Linked DNA regions of Mus musculus: all the other regions are linked to region 1. A link is a contact called in public promoter capture Hi-C data. All regions are on one chromosome and are shown on one strand. The core of a region is the stretch at or near the end of the contact, and the rest is flanking DNA. Distances in the headings are between cores, read along the strand shown. Region 1 holds the start of Calhm6 (calcium homeostasis modulator family member 6). Region 2 holds the start of Zup1 (zinc finger containing ubiquitin peptidase 1). Region 3 holds the start of Tspyl1 (testis-specific protein, Y-encoded-like 1). Region 4 overlaps Nt5dc1 (5'-nucleotidase domain containing 1).

The links. Promoter capture Hi-C pulls out the DNA fragments that hold promoters and counts their contacts.
Region 2: a contact with region 1 is called in a promoter capture Hi-C map of hematopoietic stem and progenitor cells. The contact joins the promoter of Zup1 here to the promoter of Calhm6 in region 1. A contact is called at or near these places in 7 of 39 promoter capture datasets (the C10 cell line, the HPC-7 cell line, hematopoietic stem and progenitor cells and 4 more), 2 of 484 Hi-C or Micro-C datasets (hematopoietic stem and progenitor cells and regulatory T cells), 2 of 115 datasets of contacts at active chromatin or transcription factors (effector CD8 T cells and memory CD8 T cells) and 3 of 9 other capture datasets (adipose tissue, liver and pancreatic islet).
Region 3: a promoter capture Hi-C map of pre-B cells shows a contact between it and region 1. The contact joins the promoter of Tspyl1 here to the promoter of Calhm6 in region 1. A contact is called at or near these places in 15 of 39 promoter capture datasets (the C10 cell line, the HPC-7 cell line, cranial neural crest and 8 more), 20 of 484 Hi-C or Micro-C datasets (B cells, CD4 T cells, CD8 T cells and 12 more), 26 of 115 datasets of contacts at active chromatin or transcription factors (the 230-238 cell line, CD8 T cells, the HPC-7 cell line and 13 more) and 5 of 9 other capture datasets (adipose tissue, embryonic stem cells, liver and 2 more).
Region 4: a promoter capture Hi-C map of embryonic stem cells shows a contact between it and region 1, with 2.6 times the contacts expected there. The contact joins the enhancer-like site here to the promoter of Calhm6 in region 1. A contact is called at or near these places in 9 of 39 promoter capture datasets (the C10 cell line, the HPC-7 cell line, cranial neural crest and 6 more), 1 of 15 datasets of contacts at CTCF or cohesin (embryonic stem cells), 5 of 115 datasets of contacts at active chromatin or transcription factors (bone marrow-derived macrophages, double positive thymocytes and embryonic stem cells) and 4 of 9 other capture datasets (adipose tissue, liver, macrophages and 1 more).

What each region holds. Positions count from the first base shown.
Region 1 is chr10:34,126,675-34,129,374 of GRCm38.p6, reverse strand. Calhm6 (calcium homeostasis modulator family member 6) reads left to right here and starts at 1,403. Exons shown (of 2, transcript NM_175449.4): 1 at 1,403-1,984. The coding sequence starts at 1,466.
Region 2 is chr10:33,949,810-33,952,509 of GRCm38.p6, reverse strand. Zup1 (zinc finger containing ubiquitin peptidase 1) reads left to right here and starts at 1,251. Exons shown (of 11, transcript NM_001359455.1): 1 at 1,251-1,379; 2 at 2,646-2,700.
Region 3 is chr10:34,280,772-34,283,726 of GRCm38.p6, reverse strand. Tspyl1 (testis-specific protein, Y-encoded-like 1) reads right to left here and starts at 1,537. Exons shown (of 1, transcript NM_009433.3): 1 at 1-1,537. The coding sequence starts at 1,446. The coding sequence ends at 307. The region is part of intron 1 of Gm26564 (a long non-coding RNA gene); the gene reads left to right.
Region 4 is chr10:34,319,320-34,322,278 of GRCm38.p6, reverse strand. All of the region lies in intron 8 of Nt5dc1 (5'-nucleotidase domain containing 1), which reads left to right. Among named protein-coding and RNA genes, the nearest start is that of Gm26564, 23 kb to the right of the region's middle. Within about 2 kb of position 1,333, at least 3 of the 459 cell types and tissues checked have an H3K27ac peak or open chromatin away from gene starts, as enhancers often do.

The sequences.
Region 1 (2,700 bases), core at 154-2,653:
TAGTACGAAGTGCCTGTGCCTATTCCTTGGCCTAAAACTGTGAACACATTTGGAGCCTTAAATGATATGCAATAAAGTTAACTGTTGTACATTCTCAGGGAAAAGGAGAGTAAGTTGTAACCTGCCAAACTGATCACTCTTTCTGCCATGTACATGCACCAAATGCAGTTTTCTCATCAGCTGCTGGACTTACAGAATGCCTGAGCTCAAAGCTCGTGCTCTTTCTAGCTTTCTCCACTTCATTGGGAGTTATGAAATAGTAGAGTTCAATGTCACAGCCTTGCTTAGAGTTTGTATCAGAAGAACTACCAGGAGGGGAATGAAAACAGGAGTCATGTTAGATGTAGCTTCAACTTAAAAACTGTTTGGTTTAACTAGCATTCTGCTTTGGTTTCTGTGCTGTTGTTGTTTGTTTTGTTTTGGAACAGGGTTGGTCTCACGGTAGAGTTTTGGCTGCCCTGGAATTCCAGATATAGATCAGGCTAGCTTTGAACTCACAGAGATCCACCTGTCTGTCTCTGCCTTCCCAATGCTACGATTAAAGGCTAGGATTAAAGACATCTCTCACTCTCAGTTTTACTGTGGTTTAGCTTATGAAAGAAAAATGAAATGTTCCTGTTTCCTGTAAATGTTGTGGGTTTTTGTAACTGGGACTTGGCTTTGGCATTAGGGCTGCTGCAATAGAGAAAAATTCAGAAGTTTTCCGAGCTTGGTCATCTGCCTACACTGTAAGAGGTCACTTTGGGTTGGAGGAAAGCAAAGAAACAGAACCGGAGTTTTCTTGAAAGCGTTCCAGAACTGAGGGAGTCATGTGACTGGGACCTCAGCCTTCTGCTCTGTCCTTTGCAGTTTGGATCCTGGAAGGCTGGCTAGGGGCTAAGAAAGAACGAAAAAGGAGCAGGCATGCAGACACAATGAGGCGGGGGTCAGGTGGGTCTCCCCTTAGCTTGTATATTAGGTACAGCACGGAAAAGGGGTTAGATTGGGAAGCCATCTCTGTAGGGCAGAAGTCACAGCCTATAAACTTCCAGGAGAAGGCTGCAATTGCTAGTTTTACATGCACCGGTCAACTGTTTATAAACATACTCAGACTCCCAAGGACAGCTTTGCTGTTACTTTTGACTGTGACCTGTACGGGTAATGGCTCCTGCGAATTTACATGGACCAATCAGTCTCACAGGCTGCCCATGTTGAGATACACAGTCATTCAGATCTTCTCTTTGCTCAGGACTTTTCTGCTCCCTACAGTCTTGGGATGTGGAGTGGATCTTAGGAGATCAAAGATCACAGGGACTTTATTTGTGGGACTTTACCAGAACTGGTGTGATTGAAAAAAAAGAAAGTGAAACCCGGAAGGGTTTCCTTTTTGAAAGTTGCTTCAAAGCACGATGTAAAGTACAGTACACGGTTCACTCAACCTTCCTGAGAAGCAGAGCCTGTGGGGTGTCCAGTGTGAGCAGAACCCATGGAAAAGTTCAAGGCAGTGCTGGACCTGCAGAGAAAGCACCGCAACGCCCTGGGCTATAGCCTGGTGACCCTACTGACGGCTGGTGGGGAGAAGATCTTCTCCTCAGTGGTGTTCCAGTGTCCCTGCACTGCCACCTGGAACCTGCCCTACGGCCTGGTGTTCCTGCTGGTGCCTGCCCTCGCGCTTTTCCTCCTGGGATATGCGCTGAGCGCGCGCACATGGCGCCTGCTCACCGGCTGCTGCTCCCGGAGCGCGCGATTCAGTTCGGGGTTGCGCAGCGCGTTCGTGTGCGCCCAGCTCAGCATGACCGCGGCATTCGCGCCCCTCACCTGGGTGGCCGTGGCGCTGCTCGAGGGCTCTTTCTACCAATGTGCTGTCAGCGGGAGCGCGCGCTTGGCGCCATACCTGTGCAAGGGCCGCGACCCCAACTGCAATGCCACGCTACCGCAGGCTCCCTGCAACAAGCAGAAGGTGGAAATGCAGGAGATCCTGAGCCAGCTCAAGGCTCAGTCTCAGGTCAGGCTCTGGGAGCGATGGGGAGGCTCAGAGGCGCGAGGAAGTCAGTGACTTTTCTCTAGACCAGGGACTGAATATTTAAATAGGGAAATTTGTCCCCTCAGTAGGAGCCGAAGTACTTTTTATGTTATTCTTTAGTGTTTCCTTCCACTGTGTAGCAAAGCCTCAGGACAGGTGAATTTTGTATATTCTGGGAAAACTAGAAGCATTATTACATTAGAACCTATCTTGCCAGCCCCAAACACACTATCCACACATTTAGAAAGCCCCGGGGCGCGGGAGGAGGAGATGCTCTTTATAATGAGTACCCTTTCTAGAAGCCCCACATTTTCAGTTACAGGGGAGTGATACGTGAGCTCTTTTTTGTATATTTTACATGACTTGGACTAATGGACTATTGTTGACTTTCTAAAACAGCAGTAGGGTTGTTGTACTGTGTTGTGTGTGTGTGTGTGTGGTGGAGGATAGTTTTTTTGTTTTGTTTTTTTCTTTCTTTCTTTTCTTTTCTTTTTTCTTTTTTTTTCGAGATAGGGTTTCTCTGTTCAGCCCTGGTTGTCCTGGAACTCAGGCTATAGACCAGGCTGGCCTTGAACTCAGAAATCTGCCTACCTCTGCCTCCCAAGTGCTGGGATTAAAGGTGTGCGCCACCGCCGCCCAGCTGGTGGAGGATAATTACTACCAACAGTTCTTTTTCTAAAGGGCTTAAGACAAGACTT
Region 2 (2,700 bases), core at 2-2,501, 180 kb after region 1:
CCCTTTCCCCTAACATAGATGCTTCAGGCCTTATGAAGAGGGCAGACAAAAGAGAGCCCAATCTGGCGCCGGAATATTGTGATCCTTCCTTCATAAAAGCACTCTCCCAAGCACAGATGGCTCCGACCTTTGAAGGAGACAGGAGTTAGTATTCTCGAAGTGATAAAGTCCACTCATTCTCAGGCAGCTGTGACTGCGTTATAAAAACACGCTGGTCTTTGATAAGTTATGTCTTCCCAGGTCAAAAAGGTCTTGTTCCAGCTGCGCAATTCCTCCTCCCTGTCTGAACAAATACTATCGGTTCTCTTTTCCTCTTCCCAATCATGTAACACCAGGGGTTGAGAGCCCCAGTTTATGCATCCTCCTATATATACCTTAAACCCCTAGATTTAGGGGTCACTGTGCATTGGGAAAGATAGCGAACCGGGTCCCGGTTAATAAAAACTCTTTGTATATTACATTTGGTCTTCCAATTTCTGGCAGTCTCCTGGGGTTCCCGCAAACTGGGCATAACAACCTGGTTACAGAAGATGGCCAGTTCATCTTTTTTCGTTAACTAATACTGTCTTGGAGGAAAAGACGAGTCAAGTGGGAAGCTGATGAAGGAGGAAATCTGGAAGCAGAGTTTTAGTTGCCCCTTGTTTAGACATTCCACAAAGTTCTGTTTTCTGAACGTTTTTATACCTCTGGAGAAATGATTTCATTGTTGTTGGCCTCGCAGCTAATGGTTAACTGCTAATGTGCTCATTTTTAGCTTGAAAATGTTCTGTAAGAGTACTTTCACTCTTACAATGACTTCGAATTTTTTTTTTTTTTTACTAAAAGAAGGAATTCTACTAAAGGAAATAGTATTTCCTCCATGCATCACGTTCAACGATACCCAATAATTTAAAAATATTATACTTGTCAGATTATGTCATCCTCATATTTAAACACGTCCGTAGTTGCCTCGTAGATCAATCCCCCAGAGGGAGAAACAGACTGTTAACACTGGATAAGCAACTTTGTAATATTGACAAAGGAACTTGTCTTAATTAACCCGCAGAACATAATTTAGAGCTCAGATACTGTGTAAACAGGAACAGGTGTTTGCCGCAGAATCAGACATTTAAATGTACTCAGAATCTAGTTACGGTTTTAGCATATCTGGAGTGGAAACTGCAACTGGAAGGTGGGAGGGGCAGTGATGCTCTGATGTGCAAGCGAAAGTTGCAAAAATCCCTCACAAGTCCCACAATGCACCGCAACTCAGACGGATCTGCAGCGGGGCATGCTGGGATCTCTACCCTCTCTGGCCAGTGAGGAAGGTCTGTTGTGACTGCGGAGGACTCTTGGAGGCCTGGGCTCTCTTTTGGGTCGCGGCGCGGCAGTCTCGGGAGGTCTGTCCTTGGCGATCGGGCGGGCTGTGTGGGGCGCGCTTTCGGGCGGTGGCTGGCTCCTGCGGTGGGGAGGAGCGGCGGTCTAGCCGTGGGTCCGGGTCTGCAGGCCGGCTCCGGGTGGCCGCAGGTCCGGTTCCCTGCGCCCCACCGGTGCGACGTTGGCTCAGAACTTTGACAGATTCGGGCCTTACCACCTTCGCCATCCCGTACCCAGGCTAGCCCTTCGAAGGTCCCCCCTTACTTGTAGTGTGTCCTTTATCTGCAGTGCCCCAGTCCTTGGAAGAAACGAAACTAGGTATCGATAGAACTTCCTTCTAGAAACAGAAACTTATTACTGTCTGAAGAGAAACGAGAAAAAGGAAAATGTAGAAAGATTTTGTAAAGCTGAAATTAGATGAAGGGAATAGTTGCCCTCGTTTTTCCTTCCTATTACTAAAATACGTGACAGCCAGGTGATAGTCTAGGGGAAGGTCTGGGTTTGTGATTGCGTTAAAAGGTTTTGTTTTGTTTTAGCACCTCCCTACAAGTAGTCCATCTCCCATTAGCCCATCAATCTCATAACTCGTTTGAAAATGAACTTCCGAGGGTTGAGCTGTTAGCTAACCTAATGAAACCAGCGTCTATACCCCAGTTTCCTAGATCTTGGCGGTAAGTGCTGTTTTCCTACAATGCTCACAGCTTTTACCTTTGGGCTCTGCGGTGTTTACCTTCCATCGTTATCTGACTGTAGTGACCTGTCTGGTCCAGGGTTTCCATGTATGTAAAACCACAGCAGTGGTATTAAGTTTGACACATATAAAGCTCTGAAGTGAACTAAGGTGGATTTACCCTCCTCATTCTACTACATGCAAGTAAATATGTTGATCAACATTAGCCTTCTGTTTTACTTTATTTTACATGGACAACTTATTAAATATACTTTTTTTTCTACCTGTTGGACGAAATGCCTTGTATTATTGTTTTTTGAGATGGAGTCTCACTATGCAGCCCTGAATGGTTTGGAACTCAGCTATGGCTGGCCTCCAACTAACAGATCCACCTGCTCTCTGCCTCAGGAGTGCTGAGATTAAAAGGGTGTATCACCAATGCCTTGTTGAAATGTTTTACTCATAAATTTTCTTATTATTACCTCTGATATCTTGACATTCAGGCACAATATCCTTTATCTAGAATATGTAGAAATACAATACTAAACATAAAGTTTGTTTGTGTCATATATAGCTTGTATTTTAAAACATATTTCTCTGTATGTATTTCTATTTTCAGTGTGCCAGTGTTTTGACTGTCCTACATCGTGTGATCAGGCATAGATCCACTTGGG
Region 3 (2,955 bases), core at 288-2,787, 150 kb before region 1:
CAGTAAACAGGTAAGACTGAAAACAATAGGGTCCAAACAGTGTAAAGGCAGTGTAACATACAGTTTCATTGTTGAGCTTAGAAAGGGTATAAGCCAGGGCCGTGAACCAGCAGATACTAATTCAGAACAGCATGAAGGCCATGGGAAAGCAGAAGCATGTCCAGTCTTAATCTCGAGGTGGAGACTATCCAGATAGAAGATGCAGAAAAGTCAGGAGGAAAGAAATCAAAACACTGCATACCCGTTGCATTTGCTCAAGCACAGGTGAGAAGGGACCAGTTCCGGCCGCATTTTCAAATGCAAAGATTAACCTGACTGGAAGCCAAAAGGCCTGGGAATCTCCACTGGCTCCCTTATTGGGCGACGTCGGGGTCTACGGATTCCTTCACGACACAGGTAGTATTGCAGTGGGTTTGGCCACAGATCCTCTTTGATAATCTCAGCGATTCTGTCAGATTCTGGAAGGCTGTGGTCCGAGAACCAGGTGAAGAAGCTGCAAATGAGATCTTGGTTTCTGCGAATGAAGGACTGGGGCTCATGCCCTCTCCGCCAAATGATTGGAGTGGAAAGAGACACCACTCGACCAGATGATCTCACTTCATATTCCTTGACAATCAGCTTGTTTCTGAAGTAGGGGTTTCTTCGAAAAAAGAACTTGAATTTGCAGCCAGTCTTAGGGTGTCTCAGTTCCTTCACCTCCAGACTGGTTACGTACCTTAACATCTCTGCATCCCGACCCCTAATCATGGCGGACAACTGAGGGTGGTTCCGGAAGGCAGTCATCCAGAAGCCTGGGATATTCTGAATGATGTAGTTCCTCCGTTCCAGGTAGTGTCGTCGCATTCGCCCAAACTTCTGCTCCAGATGTTGGAAGGCCCTGTCGGCCTGAGCATTCACAGTGTCCAGTTCCAGCTGGATGGCCTCCAGCGGGTTCCTGCGAAGATCTATGCCCAGGTGCCAGGGCCCTGCCTCCTCCGGCGCCTCCCTCACTCCTCCACTCGCCTCCAGCATCTCCATTTCTTCGCCCGCGGGCTTCTGCTCCACCTCCATCACCTCCTCGCTCCCTGGCGTGGCCACTTCTGACTTTTCCGCTGCAGCCGCGACGGTGCCCGGTTCCGTCTTCACGTCACGGGCCTGGGACTCCGCTCCCCGAGTTTCTTGGGCCTTCTCCACATATTTCGGTGTCACGAACACCGCTGCCGCGGGGCCCCGAACGGAAGGAGGTGACTCTCCCTGCCTAGCTGCGGCCACCCGAATCTGGGGGACAAGGCCCTCGACATCTCGGGGCGCGGGGCTCCCCACGATCCCTGCGCGGCCCTCACCTGTCACCGCCTTCTCCTCGCCGAGCAGCGGTCGCCGGTCTGGGGTCCCCGAGACAGTGTCAGCATCGCAGTGGCCGCGGCTGTCGGGGACAGGGGTCCCCTCGTCCCGCTCCGGGCTGCTCATGTCGGGTCTAGTCGCGCAGACCTCCGCCTACAAACAACAACCCTCACGGTCCCCCGCAACCCCAGCTCCGCCCCTCGCTCTCTCCAGCGCAGTGACGCCAGAGCCACAGCCCGCAAGTCTCGCGAGAACCTGCAGCGCACCTGATTGGTTCTTCAGCTCGTGACTTCCGTATTTGTTTGGCTTCTGTAAATGTAGCGGATAGCGGTTGTCACGTTTGTTTCCGTAAAGGGATGTCAATCATCCTAGGAGACTGAAGACAGTGGCGGGGCTTCTGGACCTGGCTTCTGGACCCTTCGCCCGCATCCGGGCTGCAGCCGTGTGTGTGTCTGTGTCTGCAAACAAGTTCATCCCCTTTCCACTTATGTGGAACGGTAAAAACACCTCCTGGTATTAGACAAAGCTAGGAGCCAAATGTTTGTATTAACCAAGGTGAATGCCACGGTTCCCCACCACCACCACCACCACCACCACCACCACCACCACCACCACAGAACTGAAAAAAATAATGAAGTCTAGCTTGGTGTGATGGCCCTTGTCTGTCGCCTCAGTGCTCTGGTGCTGAGGAGGATCGTTGACTTGGAGGCTAACCTGGGCTGCATACACGTTGGCTCAAAATAATAATAAAAACTCAGTTCTATTCTAAGCTCTGACGTTACTGGGGAACAAAGATCTGTGGGTTTGCTTTGGGAATTATTCTTTTTGGAAAAGATTTTGTGGTCATCATTAATGATTGTTTTTACTGGTGTGTCTTGCACCGTGGCATCGAATAGTTTGCATAACAATCCTCTGATGTATTAAGATATCCATTTTATTGAGACAAGGAGAGACTGGGTCTCTTACCAGAATAACATAGAAAATGACAGAGCGATGATTTGAGCCCTGGACATTTGATTCCCGGGTTCTCTGAACGGGATGTGACGTCACTTTAGGACATAGGCATAAATGCATAGTCTATATCAAGTTGATACATATTTTCTCCCACCTCCTTTCCGCATCCATAAATAGATTAATATTTAAGAACACATTCATTTCCTTTCTGTTTTGAGAAAAAGAAGGTAGTTATTCGTGGTCCTCAAATTCAAATTTACCAGAAAAATGTCACCTTCTGTATAACAAATATTTCCAAAACACCATTTAACGTTTTTCGATAAAGTTCATAGACAATATAACCCATCTACACACATAAATAGAAAATTTAACAATTTTACTATAAAGCTTACTGTAGTGGTGGCGATTTTAGTATAGCAAAGGGGTCACCGACTTAGGTTATTATAAGAACTATATGACGTGGCATTTATCACAGTGGTAAACGCACCAATAAGAATGGCGTGGTTAGAAAATTACACATCTCATAAAAGTAACTGCGGATGGAGAGTGACACAGATGCCTATGTCAGGTCTTCTGAAACTGTAATCCAATTTTGGTGAAGTTCTGGTAAATAATGTCTCCTCCTCTCTCCCTTGCACTGTTTCTTCCACACAGAGAAAGGAATTTCCACGGTTAAATTCT
Region 4 (2,959 bases), core at 84-2,583, 190 kb before region 1:
CAACAAAAAAGCAAAACAACACAGGTACATGTGTACGTGCTCACATACAAACATGAGTCCATACACACATACATATGCATGCACATGCCATGTGCACATGTGAGCACACATGCACACACACACACACACACACACACACACACACACAACATGTGCTTTTTCTGCAACAATCCAGGCATTCAAAGAAGGCCAGGAAGAATTGTCACACTTGTCAAGAGACTGATGGAGAAACAAGGTTGCAGGAAAAGACCAGGCCCTTTGCAGTTGAGAAAGAATGATCAGAAGCAAGCTGCTCCTCACAGGTGCTCTTAGAGCTTCCTGGAAGAGCATTTGAAAGACGAAGGCCATCAGGATAGATGAGTGGCAAGACTGGGCAAGGTGAATGTCAAAAAGTTTAATTGTCATCTCTGTGTGTGACTAGATCTTGAGTCAGCAGGATATGTTGTAGAGATTTCCATCTCTGGGAAGAATCTTAAAAGGAGAAAATGTCATTTTTTGTTGTTGTTGGTTTTAGAGATTGCAGCCCATGTTACTTGGCCATATTATTTTGGGCTTATGGCACATAGACCAACATGAAAGGGTATGGAAAAAAAGAAAAAGAAAAAATAGACCATTGTGGAAGGAAGTCTAAGTTAGGGTTTCTGTTGCTGTGAAGAAACAGCATGACCATGCCAATCTTCTTTTTTTTTCCCCTCTACTCTTTTTTTTTTATAATTAGATATTTTCTTCATTTACATTTCAAATGCTATACCCAAATCCCCCTATACCCTCCCCCACACCCTGCTCCCTAACCCACTCACTCCCACTTCCTGGCCCTGGCATTCCCCTTTACTGGGGCGTATGATCTTGGAAAGACCAAGGGCCTCTCCTCCCCTTGATGGCCAACTAGGACATCCTCTGCCACATATGCAACTAGAGACACAGCTCTAGGAAAACATTTAATTGGTTTTAATTGGGGCTGGTTTACAATTTCCAAGGTTCAGTCTGTTGTCATCATTACTGGAAGCTTGCTGGCATGCAGGCAGACATGGTACTGGGGAAGTAGCTGAGAGTTCTACATCTTGATCCACAGGCAGCAGAAGTAAATGCCACACTAGGCCTAGCTTAAGTATCTGAGACCTCAAAGCCCACCTTCACCGTGACAAACTTCCTCCAACAAACACACACCTACTCCAACAAGGCCACACCTCCTAATAGTGCCACTCCTGTGGACCAAGCATTCAAACACATAAGTCTATGAGAGCCAAACAACTACAAATGGCATGTGGCAGAACAAATCTGTTCCTTTAGTGGCTGCCAGGAAAAGGGGAGTGGAGTTTCCTAATATAACTTTCAAGGGCCTGATTCCTTCAAGCCCCACCTCTAAAAGCCTTCTCCCTTCTCAGTAGCATTGGCTACCTATGACTGAACCTTTAACGAGAGCTGTTGGTAGCATTTAAGATCAAGACCATAAAATTCTTGCCATACTAACTTTCAGGAGGCTTTTGGTATTGCTCTATTTAATTGTTGAGTATCCAGAGATAAACACGGGACTATCTAAGCCTATTGCTATAAAAGTTCCCCTTGTAGTGCTTCTCTGCAGAATTTGTTCTAGATGTATGTTACCACATTGGATTTGCAGCGTAGTGTGATAAAGAATGTCATGCAAACTGTCCTTTCAGTTATGGTTATCAAAGAACGTCAGAGTTCATTAAACATATGTTATGAAAGAATTGCAGATCTTAAAATATACACACATTGGAGCTAGAGCGATAGCTCAGTGGTTAAGAGTACTTGCTGCTCGTGATGAGGACTTAGGCTCAGTTCCCAGGCTCCCAGCTGCTGCTAAGTCCAGTTCCAAGGAACCTAGCACCTCTTCTCGCTTCTGCGAGTACAGCGTATAGGTGGTACACACATACACTTACACAAGTAAATAAATAGACCATAACTATATATATATATGTATATATATATATATATAATAGAAAATAAATATAGCATATATTGTTTTATTTTGTCTTTCAGAGTAGAGACTCACTGTGTAACCCTGGTTGATCCTGAACTAATGCAGAAGACCAGGATAGTCTCTAACCTTATAACGATCTTCCTGCCTAAACATAACATTTTTCAAAATTACCATATTTATAGTCCTAGAAAACCTTTTTTAAAAGATCTTACTTTCCCTAACTGTAGTTCTATTTTATTAACAGCTGAAATTATATATTTATGATGTATACCATGATACTATAGCATATGTGTGCACTGTGTAACGGATAACTCAAGCCGTTTAACACATGTATTATCCCACTTAAAACCCACTTTTCCAGTGTACATTCCGTTCCTGCTAAGGCTGGTCTCCAGAAACTGTAGTAGATCTCCTGCACTCATCCTTCCTACAGTTCATCTTTGCTGAGATTTCTCCACTCTCCCCCTCCCCCAGCCTCACTTACCCATGACTTTAGTCTGACTACAGATCAGCTGTACATATGTATTCTGCATATGAATGAGTTCATACAGTACTTGTCTGTCTGTGTCTGGTTTATCTCACTGAACCTTATATCCACCAGGCTCACTGATGCTCTTACAAATACTATCACTCTCTTCCTAAGGCTGAACAATACTTCATTGTGTATATTTTATTGGTTATCCACAACTGCAGATTCAACCAACCTCAGGACTAAACTATTCAAAGAAATTGCACAGGCACTGAACACAACATGTGTGTGTTTTTTTTCCTTGTCATTCCCTAAGTAACACATTATAACAACTCTTCATGTATCTTTTATATTATATTAGATAATGTAAGTAACTGGAAAGGTGATAGGAGAGTAGATTGATAAGTTTGTAGATGCAATGCTGTTTTGTGCTAGGGACCCTAGGAGTGACTCTGAAACAAGCCTCCTGTGAACGCTGAAGGATAATTATATACATAGACGTTTTCCTTAATTCCTTAATTGATGTGGTGTGGCTTTGTATATTG